Regions from separate parts of the Sus scrofa genome. Here region 2 is linked to region 1. The links are chromatin contacts, called in public promoter capture Hi-C maps. All regions are on one chromosome and are shown on one strand. Each heading gives the region's core, a stretch centred on a gene start, on an enhancer-like site or on the middle of the called end of the contact. The rest is flanking DNA. Distances are from core to core; before and after follow the strand shown.

Evidence for each region. Promoter capture Hi-C pulls out the DNA fragments that hold promoters and counts their contacts.
Region 2: a contact with region 1 is called in a promoter capture Hi-C map of liver, with 3 times the contacts expected there. The contact joins the promoter of RRP12 here to the promoter of ZDHHC16 in region 1. A contact is called at or near these places in 1 of 5 promoter capture datasets (liver), 15 of 47 Hi-C or Micro-C datasets (alveolar macrophages, blood, brain and 7 more) and 2 of 2 datasets of contacts at active chromatin or transcription factors (alveolar macrophages and skeletal muscle).

Annotation. Positions count from the first base shown.
Region 1 is chr14:108,841,030-108,844,927 of Sscrofa11.1, forward strand. ZDHHC16 (probable palmitoyltransferase ZDHHC16) reads left to right here and starts at 1,921. Exons shown (of 10, transcript XM_001928815.5): 1 at 1,921-2,117. It overlaps EXOSC1 (exosome complex component CSL4), which reads right to left and starts at 1,798. Exons shown (of 8, transcript XM_001928803.6): 1 at 1,701-1,798; 2 at 1,462-1,577; 3 at 375-449. The coding sequence starts at 1,788.
Region 2 is chr14:108,803,690-108,807,587 of Sscrofa11.1, forward strand. RRP12 (RRP12-like protein) reads right to left here and starts at 1,824. Exons shown (of 34, transcript XM_021072760.1): 1 at 1,579-1,824; 2 at 812-1,044. The coding sequence starts at 1,717.

The sequences.
Region 1 (3,898 bases), core at 671-3,170:
GAAGGTCCTACTGTACAGCACAGGAAACTATATTTAATATTTTGTGCTAAATCATAATAGAAAAGAACATGAAAAAAAAAAAAGCTTCCTTATCACCCTTTGGTGCCTCTGTTTCCCAGTCAAAAGTAAATCTACATACTCAGGGAACCAGCTCTGTAAAAGAACCATGCAAGCTTGAACTGGACCGCATTGATCATTATCCTAGAAATCTCTAGACTAGCACAAGCCGGGAAAACCTTCTGTGATGACAGATTTTAATTTATTTAAACGGCCACATATGGCTACTGGTTACCATACTGGACAGTGCTATTTTACAATGATCATGATTTCAGCATTGGATGGTACCTTAAGCAGGGAGTTTAGGATGAACTTACCTTACAGGTCACAATAGCTCCCACATCTGGCAATAATTGGGAATCCGTTTCTCTCATCACAGATATGACAGGAAGCTACAGCGAGAACAATAAAACATGAGTATCCTGCCTAAGCCTTCAGTAAAGGTATTTGTGGCTTGACAGTAATATGCATATGCCTCGGGCCACAGTTGACACAAGGACAGGAGGACTAGATTCTTTTGTAGCCCAGAGCAGAAAGCCTTAGAAATTTTAGGACAGGGAGGGAGTGGGATGGACTGGTAGCTGGGGGTTAGTAGATGCAAACTATTACATTTAGAATGGATAAGCAATGAGGTCCTGCTGTATAGCACAGGGAACTATACACAATCACTTGTGATAGAACATGATAGAAGAAAATATGAGAAAAAAAATGTATATGTATGTATGACTAGGTCACTGCAGCACAGCAAAAATTGACGAATACTGACAGTTGACTATACTTTAATAAAAAAAGACTTAAAAAAAGAAATTTTAGAACATAGGAGAGCCAAGGGGCCACAGAATGCTGCTCGAAGGCATAATCCAATCATTTCAGATGAGTTCCTGCAGAATGAGTTAATTCCAGAGATCAGACCCACCCAAGCCACAGCAGCATCCTAAGCCACTGAACCACAAGAGAACTTCCAAAATTCTTTTTATTAGTGGTGTTTAGGAGGGCTTATATGAGAAAGTGGTACCAGTGGGGCTATCTGAAAGTTAGGTAGGAATTAAATAGGCTAAGGGAGGAGTTTTCTTGTGGGTGAGTGGATTAAGGATCTCACTTTGTCACTGCAGTGGCTGGGGTCACTGCTGTGGCGGGGATTCCATCCCTGGCCCAGGAATCTCCACATGCCCCAGGTGCGGCCCCGTCAAAATAAACAAACACAGGATAAGGAAGAGAGTAGCGCGTTCCAGACAGACGGCGTGTGTACAAAGACTCTGTGGCTCACTGGGGACTCTGAGACCAACTCCTTCTACTGAACGAGGATCCCGAATCGCGCCCGCAGGGCCCTTGCCTAAGGATCGTGACATCAAAAGCAGCATGAGAAAGGCAGAAACCGAGGAGAGAGGAAACCAGCCCCTTTACCGCGCCGTTCTCGCTGCTCTTCGTCAGGCAGCCAGCAAGCGACGAAAAGATGTAGCCGTGCCGGGTGTAGGTGCCGCTGCCGGGGCTCCCCTCCTCCAAATTACACAGACGTTCGCCTGCGCAAAAAAAAAAAACCCAAAAAACCGCTGCATCAGCCACAGGACCGCAGAAGCTGTTGGTCGTCCGGCCTTCCTGCCTTTGCCTCTGCCCAGGATTCCCTCTGGGAACCGCCGACTTACCGGGGATGCAATACCTCACAGGTGGTGCCATGACTGCCTCTGTCCGAAGTCCGAAGGAAAATGAGGTCGACTGCTCATTGGCCAACATCAGGTGTGCACTCCCGCAGTAAGAAACGCGCCAATTGGTGACTTCTGTCACGTGCTCGCCAGACTCACTCTTGAGGGGAGGGGTAAACTCCATTTCCCAGGTTGCCCCGGGACGGGCTTGGGGGCGGAGTTCCGGAACTCCTGCGCTTGCGCTTGCGCCTGTGGAAGAGAATGGGCAGGCGGCGGGTCCGGGTCTGCAGGCTGGAGCTGTGGGCTGCTGGACATGGTTGGTTGGGTTGAGCCGGGCCGGGCTGTGGCGCGGAGCTGGAGGGGGTAGCAGTGAGCTGCAGCGGAGGCTGCAGGATTCGATTTGACTGATTGGGGAGGCAGGTAAGAGCGAAGCCACGGCCTTTGCTGCTCAGTCCTGTCCCTTTTGCTAGGGTCGGGCCCTATTCCGGCCTTGTGAGCCCGAGTTCCTGCTCTGTACGGCCTTGCCTTCAAACCGGGCGGAGCGCACCTTCCGACAGTCTTACGGTGCAGAGTTGAAGGAGGTCAGCCAACCCAACTCACCCATTTCACAGATTTGGAAGCTCAGCTCCAGAGATAGGATTTGACTTGTGCAGTGTCTCTAAGATAGTTCAAGGTAGAGACCAAATCGGTATCCAAGTTATTTTACTTCCAGTCCATCACCCTTTGACCAGGCCAGCCTTTATGTGAAGTAAAACCTTTTCCTGGTTTTTGTAACTGCAGCTTGCATCTTGCGGTCGGATCTTGTCAAGTGGAGCGTGTTAGTCTGGCAGGGAAGTCTGCGCATGAATAAAAGCTGCTCTCTCTGATGATTGACGTCCAGTACTTGAGACTGCAAATACCCTGAGAACGGCATCTTTGTCCATATGAGATTTGTCGACATTTTTCTCGGTTTCCTTTGCCTTCTGGTGGCTTTCGAATCCCTTCTCACCCCACATGTCCCGCATATCCGGTTTCCCTTTGGAAGAGAGATGGTGACTTAGAGCCTTTGAGTGTAGTGGCTTTCCATCTCCTCTGATCTGTGGCAGATGTCAGATGTCTCTTCTGATGGCCTGTGGCTACTACTCAGGGATCAGAATGCTCAGAGCTAGGGCTGGGGATCAGTAGTGGGTGGCTCTATTTCCTGTCCTGTTCACTCCCGCCCCCCTGACCCCCAGCACACAGTTTTGTTTTTTTGAGTTCTGCTTTACCTCAGTTTCATGAGATGAAAACTTCATATGTTAAGTTATAGCCCCATGGACTAAGTATTCTCTTCCCTGGCGTACACCCTCCCCTGCGTGCCCTGTGCACAAATCCCTAAAATAAGGGGCAGGGGCTTGGCCTCAGTCTTCCTTTACAATAATCTGATCTGTAGCTTTGCATCTACAAGCTTTCAGTTTACATGTTTGGTTTCTTTCTTTCTTTCTTTCTCTTTCTTTCTTTTTCTTTTTAGGGCCAAATCTGCAGCATATCGAAGTTCCCAGGCTAGGGGTCTAATTTGGAGCTGCAGCTGCTAGCCTATGCCACAGCCACAGCAACGCCAGATCTGAGCTGTGTGTGACCTAAACTACAGCTTGTGGTAATGCATATCCTTAAACCACTGAGTGGAGCCAGGGATAGAACCTGTAACCTCTTGAATACTTGTTGGGTTCATTACCACTGAGCCGCAATGGGAACTATTGTTTGGCTTGATTTCTGGTTGGACTAGCTTTCTAAAATGACTTCTGGGCGTTCCCGTCATGGTGCAGTGGTTAAGGAATCCAATTAGGAACCATAAGGTTGCCGGTTCGATCCCTGGCCTTGCTCAGTGGGTTAAGGATCCGACATTGCCGTGAGCTGTGGTGTAAGTCACAGATGCGGCTCGGATTCCACGTTGTTGTGGCTGTGTTGTAGGCCTGCAGCTACAACTCTGATTCGACCCCTAGCCTGGGAACCTCCATATGCCGCGGGAGCGGCCCTAGAAAAGGCAAAAAAAAAAAAAAAAAAAAAAGATAAAATGACTTCTGGCTCCTAAGTGCTGTGATTCTAATAATGGTTTTCATTTCTCTTTTTATTGATCATGAAGAATGTAGCAATGGACGCCTATTTAGTGTTATCACATTGGCAGGGGTGTCCTTGCTGTTATTTGTAAGCCAGATAGACATCTGACCAGCCTTTCCACTTCA
Region 2 (3,898 bases), core at 574-3,073, 37 kb before region 1:
CATACACCAGGGGTGTGGCCATAAAAAGGAAAGAAAAGAAAAATATCTGGAAAATACCCTGAGGGACTTTACTCATGAGCTGAGGAGATGCTGTTAGAAGTAGTGGAGGAGTTCCTGTCATGGCGCAGTGGTTAACGAATCTGACTAGGAACCATGAGGTTGCGGGTTCGGTCCCTGCCCTTGCTCAGTGGGTTAACGATCAGGCGTTGCCGTGAGCTGTGGTGTAGGGTGCAGACGCGGCTTGGATCCCGAGTTGCTATGGCTCTGGCGTAGGCCGGTGGCTACAGCTCCGATTCCACCCCTAGCCTGGGAACCTCCATATGCCGCAGGAGCGGCCCAAGAAATGGCAAAAAGACAAAAAAAAAAAGAAGTAGTGGAAACTGGGAGTTCCTGTCATGGCTCAATGGTTAACAAACCCGACTAGCATCCATGAGGACTCGGGTTCGATCCCTGGTCCTGCTCAGTGGGTTATGGATCCAGCACTGCTGTGAGCTGTGGTGTAGATCACAGAGGCAGCTTGGATCTGGCATTGCTGTGGCTGTGGCTGTGGCTGTGGCGTAGGCCGGCGGCTACAGCCCTGGTTGGACCCCTAGCCTGGGAACCTCCATATGCCACTGGTGCGGCCCTAAAAAGATAAAAGACGGGTGGGAAAAAAAAAAAAAAAAAGTAGTGGAAACTGCCCCAGAAGAAGAAATGAGTAGAGGACAAAAAGGGCAGGACACAATATCCATAGATTCCAGCTGCTGTCACCAATCAACAGTCCAACTGGCCCCCCTCACTAGCCTCCTGCTGCCCTGACCCTCCCCCTTACCTCCTTGTGGGCAGCCGAGTTAGACTCCCAGAAGCGCTGCACTTTGCTGAAGGTGACATTTGTGCAGTCGGAGAGGCCACTCAGGAAGGTGCCTGAAGATTTCTCTGTGAGAGCCGGGGCCACCTCTTCTTCTTCCATGACTGTCTCAGGGGCTTCACTTTTGCCCAGGCGCAGAGACCCTGACTGCATCTCATTATGCAACTTCACTGCATCAACTGTCAGGTTGCTCTTTCCTGAGAACCGGGGGCATAGGGTAAGGCCCTTATTTTAACCCAAGCCGCCTTTTGGCCAAGAGAACAAGAACCCTAGGAAACAAACCTGTGGAGTCCAGGCCCCCAACCCGAGAGGCTAAATTCCGAACGCGGTCTGCCTCATTATCCCATTGTACACCTAGAACTTAACTCAGAAAGGGAACCCTCCAGGTAAAAGTTTCGCCGGTAGGAGTCAGCTAGGGGCTGCGGCGAGGGGCTTGGTTGAGAGATTAAGATGAAAGCGACTCGCAAAGAGTCACTAAGGTTAATTCCAGCCGAGAGTACTGACTATGATACTCCTGGTACCCTAGCCAAGTCATTTCCCTCCTGTGGACTCAGTTTCTGCATCTGTTAAATGGGGAAGGTGGACCTTTACAGCAGGCTCCAGATTGAACATTTTAAGAGAGGAAAGGCCGATGGTTGCTCCCCAAAGCCTCCAGAAGGCTCAGATCCATCAGGATCCAGCCCCGCCCAGAACCCCTCCGCCCGCAATGCCTTGGGTTGTCACCCTGCTACCTGAGGGCGGACTGAAGAAGCGGCTGCGGGCGGCCTGGCGGTGACGGCAGATGGCAGGGTTGCTTTCGCTGCTATGGCCTTTCTTCCAGCGCTTCAACTTGGCCGAGACGCCGGAGCGCAACTTCCCCGAGCGACCCATGTCGACTAAGCCGAGAGTGACTTTAAAGGACTAAGTTCCAGGGACCTAGAAACACGCGCAGGACCCACGTGGGTCCGCAGCCCACTTCACTTCCTCTTCCTCTGGCGTAACTTCCGCATTCGCGTCCGTCACCATGGCAAGAGCATCAACATCCGGTTTCACCTAGCGTCCAGGTTCTGATAGGGAGGGGCTCCTGAGAGATCTGCTTCTAGGGAGGAAGTTTTGGTGCTGCCGAGTCTCTAGGGCTCTTAGTCCAAGGCTTCGGTTCTTGGCTACAGAGGAGTGTCCTAAAACTGGAATTCCTTTGCAGGTTAAAGAAACATCGGAGGTCCCTGCTGGCCTCGCGGTTAAGGATCCTGCAATTGTCACTGCTGTGGCTCAGGTCGCTGCTGTGGCTTGGGTTCAATCCCTGGCCTGGAAGACGTGGCCAAAAAAAAGAAAAAGCAACCAGTGATGCTCCAAACTGGAGTTCCCTCGCGGCTCAGCGGGTTAAGGAACTGGGGTTGCCGCTGCTGTGGCTGCATGCCACAGTTGGGGCCAAAAAGAAAAGAAAAAAATAGCTTAGCTATTTTCATTTAATAATGGAGATATCCACTTGCTAAACCACCCCTGGCCTTATGATAGCACTCAAATCCCCCTAAATTAATCTCTTCTAATTCCACTTCAAAACCAGAAACCAATCCAGAACTGATTCCCACTCTCCTGATTCCCTCCCACAAATCCTTTATCTAGAGCCAAACTTTACAAAAGACCTTCCCTCCCTTCTCTTGCAGGGCAGAATTTCAAGATTCCTCTGGAATTCCCTCCCTCATTTCAAATCAATAAATCTAATTTTGTCAGACATTTGATCCTGGAGCTTTTGGCTGATTAGGTTCTAAATATCTGTCAACTTTAAAAAATTGCACAGGATCCCCGCTGTGGCACAATGGGATTGTGACATCTTGGGAGCAATGGGTCCAGTGTTCCATACCCAGCCCAGCATAGTGGGTTAAGGATCCAGCATTGCCATAGCTTTGGCTTAGGTCAAGACTGTGGCTCGGATCTGATCCCTGGCTCGGGAGCTCCATATGCCATGGGGCAGCTGACAATGAAAAAAATAAAAAATAAAAATAAAGATGAAAAAATTGCACAACCTGAAGTTTTATTTGGGGCAAAATTAGGACTTAAGCCTGGCAGACAGCATCTCAGGTAGCCTTGAGAAAACTGCTCCCAGGAGGTGAGAGGGGACCTGGGATATATATACAAGTTTTTGCAACAAAGGGAAGGTAGTAGGAACAAAAGATTTACAGAAAATATTTACAGAAAATCAGTTTCTCTGGGAAGATGTAAAGGTCTGGGCTTACTGAAATCACTCCTTTGATAGGCACCTCCGCTATGGGCCAGTCTTCTTTGTTTCTTTCCTGAGTGCTCTCAGGGCTCACCAGCTCACCCTTGGGAGTGGCTGCACTCAGAGGTGACCTTGACATCTTTTGTTTTGTCCACTTCACTATAGCCCAGGAGGCAGTATTTCAGACAGCTCTGGTGCTCCAAAGAGGAAAGGGGAAATATCAAGGTATAAGTGATAAAGGGGAAGGGGAAGTGGACACAGCCAAGCATGCATTTACAGACATTTTGCTGCTGATCTCGTCATCATGAAGGATCTTAGTGTTTTTCTAGATATGAGGAGAGGCAAGAATTGGGCTCATAGGAGTTCCCAGGTGGCACAGCAGAAACGAATCCGATTAGTAATCATGAGGTTTCGGGTTCGATCCCTGGCCTCACTCAGTGGGTTAAGGATCCGGCGTTGCCGTAAACTGTGGTGTCGGTCGCAGACCCAGTTCGGATCCCGAGTTTCTGTGGCTATGGTGTAGGCTGGCAGCTGTGACTCTAATTGAACCCTTAGCCTGGGAACCTCCTTATGCTGCAGGTTTGGCCCTAAAAGCAAGCAAGCAAGCAAGCAAGCAAGAAAGAAAGAATTGGGCTCATAAGATCTTCTCCTAAAAATATCTAACTATCTGAAGACCTCTTCCAGTTTTCCCAGAGCACAGGTGCCTCACTCCTGGTCTCCACCCTGCTGGGCTCCACTCAGGCAGTGCTGCGGGTATGTAGCTGCAGGGGCTCGTGATTTAATTCATGTAGAGGTGGCTGGCACGTGCAAACTCCAGGTCACGCATTCGTTTTACACACATTGTTTTTAGCTCC